Linked DNA regions of Mus musculus: region 1 is linked to region 2. The links are chromatin contacts, called in public HiChIP or PLAC-seq maps. All regions are on one chromosome and are shown on one strand. Each heading gives the region's core, a stretch centred on a gene start, on an enhancer-like site or on the middle of the called end of the contact. The rest is flanking DNA. Distances are from core to core; before and after follow the strand shown. Region 1 overlaps Ptbp3 (polypyrimidine tract binding protein 3). Region 2 overlaps Susd1 (sushi domain containing 1).

What was found. HiChIP or PLAC-seq counts read pairs in DNA pulled down with a chosen protein or histone mark.
Region 1: a contact with region 2 is called in an H3K27ac HiChIP or PLAC-seq map of extraembryonic endoderm stem cells, with 4 times the contacts expected there. The contact joins two enhancer-like sites. A contact is called at or near these places in 1 of 15 datasets of contacts at CTCF or cohesin (CD8 T cells), 4 of 484 Hi-C or Micro-C datasets (CD4 T cells, bone marrow-derived macrophages and embryonic stem cells), 10 of 115 datasets of contacts at active chromatin or transcription factors (a beta-TC-6 cell line, bone marrow-derived dendritic cells, embryonic stem cells and 4 more) and 4 of 9 other capture datasets (adipose tissue, embryonic stem cells, liver and 1 more).

The regions. Positions count from the first base shown.
Region 1 is chr4:59,520,658-59,524,989 of GRCm38.p6, reverse strand. It overlaps Ptbp3 (polypyrimidine tract binding protein 3), which reads left to right. Exons shown (of 14, transcript NM_178164.3): 2 at 514-595. The coding sequence starts at 565. Among named protein-coding and RNA genes, the nearest start is that of Ptbp3, 27 kb to the left of the region's middle. Within about 2 kb of position 1,344, at least 9 of the 459 cell types and tissues checked have an H3K27ac peak or open chromatin away from gene starts, as enhancers often do. A contact at or near this core is called in extraembryonic endoderm stem cells, where this site is marked.
Region 2 is chr4:59,358,629-59,362,508 of GRCm38.p6, reverse strand. The region is part of intron 10 of Susd1 (sushi domain containing 1); the gene reads left to right. Among named protein-coding and RNA genes, the nearest start is that of Susd1, 78 kb to the left of the region's middle. Within about 2 kb of position 1,613, at least 21 of the 459 cell types and tissues checked have an H3K27ac peak or open chromatin away from gene starts, as enhancers often do. A contact at or near this core is called in extraembryonic endoderm stem cells, where this site is marked.

The sequences.
Region 1 (4,332 bases), core at 95-2,594, 160 kb before region 2:
GACAAACGCTTCTCTCTTACCGTAAAGAAATCAATTTCTAAAAGCATATTTGCTTAAGAAATAGTATACACCAAAGATAGTTTTTAGGGTTAATGATATGGAAATTAATAATTTTAAAAAATTTGACCAGTATAGATAAAATTGTGTCCTTGTAGCTATCTATAGTTTTAGAAATGAGTATTAAAAGTCAAGATTCTTAGAATGTTAAATTATTTGCATGTAAATAAAAACTGCCAGAATGTAGTCATCTAAATATAGTTTAGTACTTCAAACATTGAACAATAAAAATTGTTAGAGGTACTTGCAAAATTATGTCCCAAGTGTTTTGCTTTTTTTTTTTAATAACTACATTGATAGGCATCTGCTATATTTTTCCTTACTACACAGTTTGCTCCTAATTTTCTTAAATATCTTTATACTTAAATAAATAATACTTTTGGTAAATTTAATAGTAACTATAAACCATTATTTTAAAACTTGCTTTATTAATTGAGTGCTCATTCTGCTTTTCAGCGGGGATCTGATGAGCTTCTGTCTTCTGGTGTCATTAACGGACCTTCTACCATGAACAGCTCGACTTCTGCAGGTGTGTATGGTAAGTGTGAACACCCTGTCCTGTGCTTCCTTTCTAGGAGCTGCTTTTTTTCTCATTCTTCTTTTGTGCCACTGTTTACAGTAAAAATTTGTGAATTTTACTCAATAAGAGAAGTGGAAAGATTCAGCTAAGGAAAAAAGTGTTGAAGAAATTTAGGAATGGGTCCACCATGTTGTCCATCTACCCCACAGTAATTGGGAAGATATTGTAGGTAGAGACTGTTTAATATAAACATGTAAACAGTGATATGGGAGGTGAGACTAAAGCCAACTTTGTACCGCTGAGCTCACCTTAGAGCACTGGAGAAGCAGCTGGGGAGATACATGTAGTTCAGTTGTGGTGCTTGCTATGCAGCCATGAGGGCCTGGCTTTGACTGCCCTGTCTGCTTATTGCCTGTGTCTGTTACCCAGGATTAGGGTGCAAGGGGAGGAGAAGAGAATCCTTGGAACTTGCTGGCCAGCTATTCTAGCTCTGGGTTTAGTGAGAGACATTGTCTCAGAAATCCAGGTAAAGAGTGATAGAGGAAATCACCCAAATCAATTCCTGGCTGCTCTGAGGATGCCGTGTGTGGGTAGTTGCCTATGCGCATGCACGCCAGGAAGCAGAGAAAGATGAATTCTACTACTCATTACCTTTTCCTTTTTTATTTGTTCTGGAAGTCTTGATCATGGAACGATACTGCCCATGCTCAGGGTGGGGCTTCCCACATCAGTAAAGACTTGGGAAAACCTTCCTAGACTACACCCAAGGGTTTATCTCCCAGATGAGTCCATTATCTGTGTCTTGAAGTTGACAATCAAGACTAACCAGCATACTCAGAATACTTGAAAGCACTGAAAATATGCAAACAGCCTGACTTACCTGTGAAGTTTCTGTGTGGGGGAGATGTTTGCCTTTGTTTTTAGAGCTCTTAGGTCATGCATCAGAGACACAGACCTAAGGGGTGTTGCTAGGGATCTAATATAATTGTTGAGAATTCTAGACAGACCCTACCCAACTAAACTTGTTTGACTCATTCATCTCTTAATGTTTCTTTTAAATTGTCCTAGATTCCCAGAGCACTATGTCCTGGAGGGGGTGTGTGTGTTACTAGTACCTTGAATTTCCTTATGATTTCCACTTGGTAATGAGGAACTAATTTTTCTTTCATCATGCTGGGAATTGGACCCAAGACCTCACATGTATTAAGATGAAGTTGTATCTCTAGAACCAAAGAAACCTTTAAAAAAATAACTTTGTAATAATCCAAACCCAGGGTTGTCGGAATTTGTGGTATTTCCCCCTCTGCCTCCAGAATGCTGTTATATATAGTCTGCTAATAGAGTTGCTGACTTTCTATGGAATATACAGGAAAAACTGCATGTGAAATTAATTAAGGAAAATTGTGAGTTGATTTATTGCAAGCTTTTAAACAGAATAGTGATAAGGTTGTATTTCACATATGCCTTGCCAATGACACCCACATTTTCAGCTGTTGGCCTAGCCACCAAGTGGTCCAACATGATGGTGCGTTCCTGTAGTCCTAGCCTGGGGAAGTGGAGGCAGGAGAATCAGAACTTCAGGATCATCTTTGGCTACAATTTTAGAAAGTGGAAAGGAAAAAAAAAGTGTGTATGTGAATGTGGGGGGGGGTTGAGGGAGGGGAGAGCGCACGAGCCTAGGCAATAATAGGTAAAAAGATTGAAAGCTGCTAGAAAAAAACTAATCCTACTTATTCATATCCTACTCTACCCGCTGCTTTTAAATCAAAAGCTCTGTATGTTGTCCATGAGATATTTTATAAAGAGCGTCAGTCTCTCATTGACTAACTTTCAGATTTAACTGTTCTAAGAGGATGCGACTATAGCAGAAACACTAAAGAATTAGATCTACCAAATCCCATTCTTGCTTATTTTGTTACAATAAATAATAATATAGATATATTTAAAATGAATATTTTATGTTGCATAAGGATACTGGAATACTGGTGCCAAGCTATGACACTCCCAGGCGATGTGGGATCTATGGTTATTCTCTTAAGCTATTGTTAGTGTTATTTTAAAATCCCATGTTTGATGAGCTACTTGAGGTGCTCAGGAGGTAAAGGCCCTGCTGCCAAGCCTCATGGCCTGAGTGTGATCCCAGGCAGTTCCTGTGTGGTAGAAGGAGAGAACTGACTCCTGCTGTCCTTGACTTCCACACATCTGCTGTGACACACACATATCTACAAAAAAATCAATACATAAAATGTAATAAAAATCCTTTCTTTCTTGTAGGTACATATTTTGTAAGAGCTTTAAATTACGAAGCTTAGTTCTAAAATAAAGAATATTCCTTCCTATGAGCTTTACCTAAATATAGACTTGAAGATATTTTGACTCAGCTTACATTAATTTGTTATTATAATATGCTGCTTTCACTAGTGTATGTGCTCACGCATCCTCATGCACAGGGCAATGTATTTTATATCTGGGAACTTGAACATGGATCTGCAGTTTAATTTTTTTTTCTTTTAATGTCCTGTGATAACTGAAAACATTTCAACACTTCATAACTCATTCATTATCCTTTTAAATATAGTTGTACAAACGAATGTCAGAAACTGATACTATTCTGTTTGTTTACTAAAGAACTGATTTGTTTTGTTTTGTTTTGTTTTTCGAGACAGGGTTTCTCTGTGTACCCCTGGCTGTCCTGGCACTCACTTTGTAGACCAGGCTGGCCTCAAACTCAGAAATCTGCCTGCCTCTGCCTCCCGAGTGCTGGGATTAAAGGTGTGTGCCACCACGCCCGGCTAGAACTGATTTTTATATCAGCCCACTGTTACTCAGACTAAACAGCTACTTTTAAAGTCTTCCTTTTAGGTACAGGTGGCCTTGACTAGTACAAGTGATTTATGGGACCTATGGGTCATCTCTGTATACTGTTTGCCTTTTCTCCTACTGCTTGGAGGACTTCTATCTTTCATCTCAGATTGTAAAGGTGATGGCTACCTTTTAGCAAGAGAGACAACCTTGAGCCTGTCCCTCATAGTTTTTTATGTTGGCATTACAAACATATAAGCAATGTTGTTTAACTTCACAAGCATAATGTTAAATGTTATGTATTTAATATCAGTATATGTTATATTATTGGCTCATTTACACAATGTTTAAAAACATAAATACTAATCTGTGTTGTAAAAAATCAAAATGTGCTTGGAAGATAAATATAACTGGAAAGAGAAAAAACTTCACGTGCATAAAGCTCACGTGTGTTTCTGTGTGAGTGAATGTGTTGTGTGTGGGTGCCTCCTGATACCAATAGAGGTTGTTAGATCCCTTAGAACTGGGGTTATAGGTCACCCACCTGGTGTGGGTGCTGGAAACTGATTAGAGAAGAGTAACAGCAAGAGGTCTTAACTGCTAATCCACCATCATTCCTGCCCTGTATTCTTGATTTGGCTGCTGATTATGCAGTCTATTTACGAAGCTATGATAATATTAATACTAAAATCTATTAATGACTACAGTACAAAAAGAAAGTTATAGAGAAACACTTTGATATAGTTCTAACAAACATACACAAGATGAACACAATATATACACAGTTGAAAATATATGTATAGACTCTTAGTGATCATTCTAATGTCTATTTTCTTTTCCTTTCAAAACAGAAGTCCCAAATTATTACTAGACTGCCATACAAGAATAAATACCAATTTCCTCCTCCCACTTTAAATGGAATGTCAGTGATAAAAGAAGATTGGCAGAGATGA
Region 2 (3,880 bases), core at 364-2,863:
TCTAGTGGGAAGCTTCGACCCTGGAGAGCTGAGCCAGGAGAACAATGTGAATCTGCCCAGACAGTGATGGACCTCAATTTGTCTCTGAATAATGTAGTTGCATACCGATAGCCTGAAATCTTTCATGGTAACCAGATACTAAATTTATCCAAAGAAACATTTTCATACTATAACCAAAAACTCTCAACTTTGAACCTTTCACCTCCATAGTTTCTTTAAGTTAAGCTATTTGAAAAATATCTGGATATATCTAGGTAATAGAAATGACCTCACTGTTTATAGAGCAATTATAAAAATCATAGCTTTAATTCAACATGGTAGATTTTTTTTCTTCTTTGAGACAGGGTTTCTCTGTAGCCCTGGCTATCCTGGAACTCACTCTGTAGACCAGGCTGGCCTTGAACTCAGAAATCCGCCTGCCTCTGCCTTCGAAGTGCTGGGACTAAAGGCGTGCGCCACCACGCCCAGCTTGATTTTTTTTTTTAATCATTCTTTTTGGCAGTATCTGGATAACATCGATATCTTTCTTTAGGCTGCTTCTAATCAGGGACCAGAAGACCCCCTCCCATGGATGCTTAGGACCATGCTTATTTCTCTTAAGCAGGGTTAGGCATGTTTGTAGCACAAGCTTGATAAGAATTCAGGAACATTAAAGAAACAACAGCTGACATTCTTTCCAGGGAATGAAGCTATAGAAGTGTATTTCTAACCTTCTCATCTCACCAAGAAGTGCTTCCTTTAGCCCTCTGTCCTTTCTGTTTACTTCCTTGAGTGGGGCGTGCAGGGGCGGGGGGATGGGATGAGAATTCTTCTTTTATCCTTAAAATGTAATTGTATTTGGAGAAGTTTTGAGATTATTCTGAGTCAGCCTTCTTAGGTACCTAGAATATCCTTTTAATATTTATATTCAAGTGTGTTTTGATTTTTGTAATATTATCTTGAACTATACTTTTAAATATTATGTCTCCAACGTACCCCCTCTTGGTACACCCTGGTTATGCATATGTTGGACCGTTTGCCTATATTTCAGTTTTAACCTTTTGTGCTTTTGTTTTTTTATAGATCTCATTTTAGGATAGGCCTTTAATTCCAGCTCTTGGAGGCAGAGGCAGGCAGATGTCTGTGAGTTCGAGGCTAGCCTCTACATAGTGAGTTCCAGACCAGCCAGGACTATATAGTCAGACCCTGACTTGAAAAAAAAAAATCTCATTTTACTGTTACATTTTCTCTACTATTTTTATTAAATTTTATTCAAATCTATTCTTTCATAGACATCAAGAAATTCAGCCTTTATTTCTAACACCGGTTTGTCCTTCTCTTTCATTTTTTTTCTGAGTTCAGACACTTCTCTTTCAGTCCCTTTCTGCTTTATGCCCATTTCTGTTCTTAGTTAATTTTCTGACTGGAGATATTTTTCTTCCTATCCTCAAACGATTATTTATTGTGGTTTTTTTCCCCTCCCCTCATTTGTGGATTTCCAAAACGATAGTGTGCCTAAGCTGCAAGGTTTTGTTCATAGAACCTTGTTTTTGAGCGGACTCTGCGGTTGTCTATGGAGTCACGGCCCGCCGCGGTAGCTAACGAGATTCCCGGGTTCAGAGCGCCCTCTTCCGTCAAGGGGTGAAGTGCAGTTGCTGTAAAGAAGCATTTCTTTTCTGTTTTGTACTTGGTTGAGCATGAAATCTTCTGTTCTAGTTTAGGGTTTTCTGCTCCGTGGGATCTTGCACTAAGTTTCTTCCTGTCGACACTTACACTCCCAGGACACTCCCAAGTGTATGCGCTTCTTTCTTCTTTGCCTTTTCTTTGCCAGGAACAGTGACTTCCGCAGCTGCTCCCCAACGCCTTGATATGTCCTACCTATCTTTTCTCTGTAGCCAAGGCTGTGGTCACTCTGGTCTGTCCCCATGTTTTCACACTGAAAATGGCATTTCTCTCTCTCTCTCTCCCTCTCTCTCTCTCTCTCTCTCTCTCTGAAGGTCTCTAGCTCCCTGCCTGCTACACAGCTCTCTGCACAAACACTCATAGGAAGTTGAGAGAAAGTGGCTGGAATTTGATACTTTGTTTGTTTGTTCGTTTGTTTGTTTGTTTAATGGTGATTTTAAGATTGCTGTGTTCTCTCTGCTCTCCAGTTAGGATGATAGCTCTGTGTGTCTGTGTGTTCTGTGTGTGTGTGTGTGTGTGTGTGTGTGTGTGTGTGTGTGTGTGGTGTATGCACCTGTGTGTGGCAGGAAGCGTGTTTAGCCCGTGTACAGACCAGGTTGGTGTGGACGTCTTGATCACTGCTCTTCACCTTGTATTTTGAGACAGCGCACTGTTTTGGGTACCTGGGGCGGTCCAAAAGGATGAGAGCCAGTGTCAGTGAGCAGCCCGCCTTCAGAATCCACCTCCCAGTCCTGGCATTACAGATAAAAGCTACTGTTCCTGGCTTTTACCCAGGTTCTGGGGACGTGACCTCAGGGTGATGCTGGCCCAGTACACACTTCACTCATTGAGCCGTGTTCCCAGCCCAGCAACATTGTTCTCATGTTATTTTATTTGCTCCTCCATTTGACCTGAAGAATATTTTGGAGAATATGTAGAGAGATTCAGATTCGAGGGACCATGGTTTTCCTTGGATGGAGCAGAACTCTGATATCTGTGTTCTAAGTGCTGAGTTTCCGTCTCTGGGTCCTACTGGTTCAAATCTTTCCACCTGGACCCATCCCCCTTCTCTTCTGTACTTCATACATTACTTCCTTTTCTGTAAATTTTCTTCTTTTGGGATTCCCGTGGTTGATTTCAGGTGGTTTGGCAGCGTTCCCCTGGAACCAGTCTGTCTAAATTCAAATATGATGTGTGTGAATAAGTTACTTATCCTGTAGACAGACGCCTTAGTTATCTTAGCTGTGAATGCAGGACTGGTAATACTTACACCGTGCGTTTGTGATAGCACTGGAAGGGTTAATTCATGTGGAAAACCAGTCTGTGTGTGACACGCTCCGCTCCGTCTGTAAAATGCTAAGCATTACTTAATCTTACCTAATGACGTGTTATACCGCCTCTGTATTTTTGCTACACTTACATGGTGAATGACTCCTCCCCCTAAGTCAAATGTACGTTAAGAGCATGTAATTAATGTGTTTTGCTGTTGCAGTGATAAAACACTCTGGTAAAAAGCAACGTAAGGGAGAAAGGCTCTATTCTAGCTCCAGTAGAAGGGTGCCGTCCATTATTGTGGGGAAGTCAAGGCAGCAGAGGCTTGAAGCCGCTGTGAACATCACACCAACAGCCCGGCACAGAGGGGGACGACTGCACACGGAGGTCCTCAGGTCTCTGACTCCATTTTATGCAGTGCAGGCACCCCACCCGTGGAGTGGCCCCGTATGCAGTTAAGGTGGAGCTTGTCATATCAGTTGACCCAATCAAGACAGTTGCTTCCGGGCATGCCCAGTAGCTGGGTAATTCTCCCTCAGTGAGTCTCCAGGCCAGACCCTGTCCAGTCAACAATGAGTTCCCACCATCACTAAGTGGAAGCCACACCTATGGCACTTCGTTCCACTGGGGTACCATCAGTTGCTTGGCTTTCTCCTTACTGCTGATGGCTTAATTAAATGACCAGGACAGCTGTAATTGTCACCCTTCTCCTCATTGGGAGCACAAAGAAGTAAAAGAGCCCCACCTCACCCCAGGCTCCCCAGAGCTCTCGGTTCTTTGTGGGGTACTGCTGAGGGATGGAAAGAAATGCCTGATATTCCTCAGAGCCCCTCTCCCACAGTAAGAAGGAAAAGCCAGGTTCCAAAGAAGCCGAACTAAGAGCCAGATTTTTGTCTCCTGTGAGACATTCTTGCAGGTCTGGTTTTTCAGCTCCATTAGTCTAGATTAGATAGACCCAGTGGGTGGA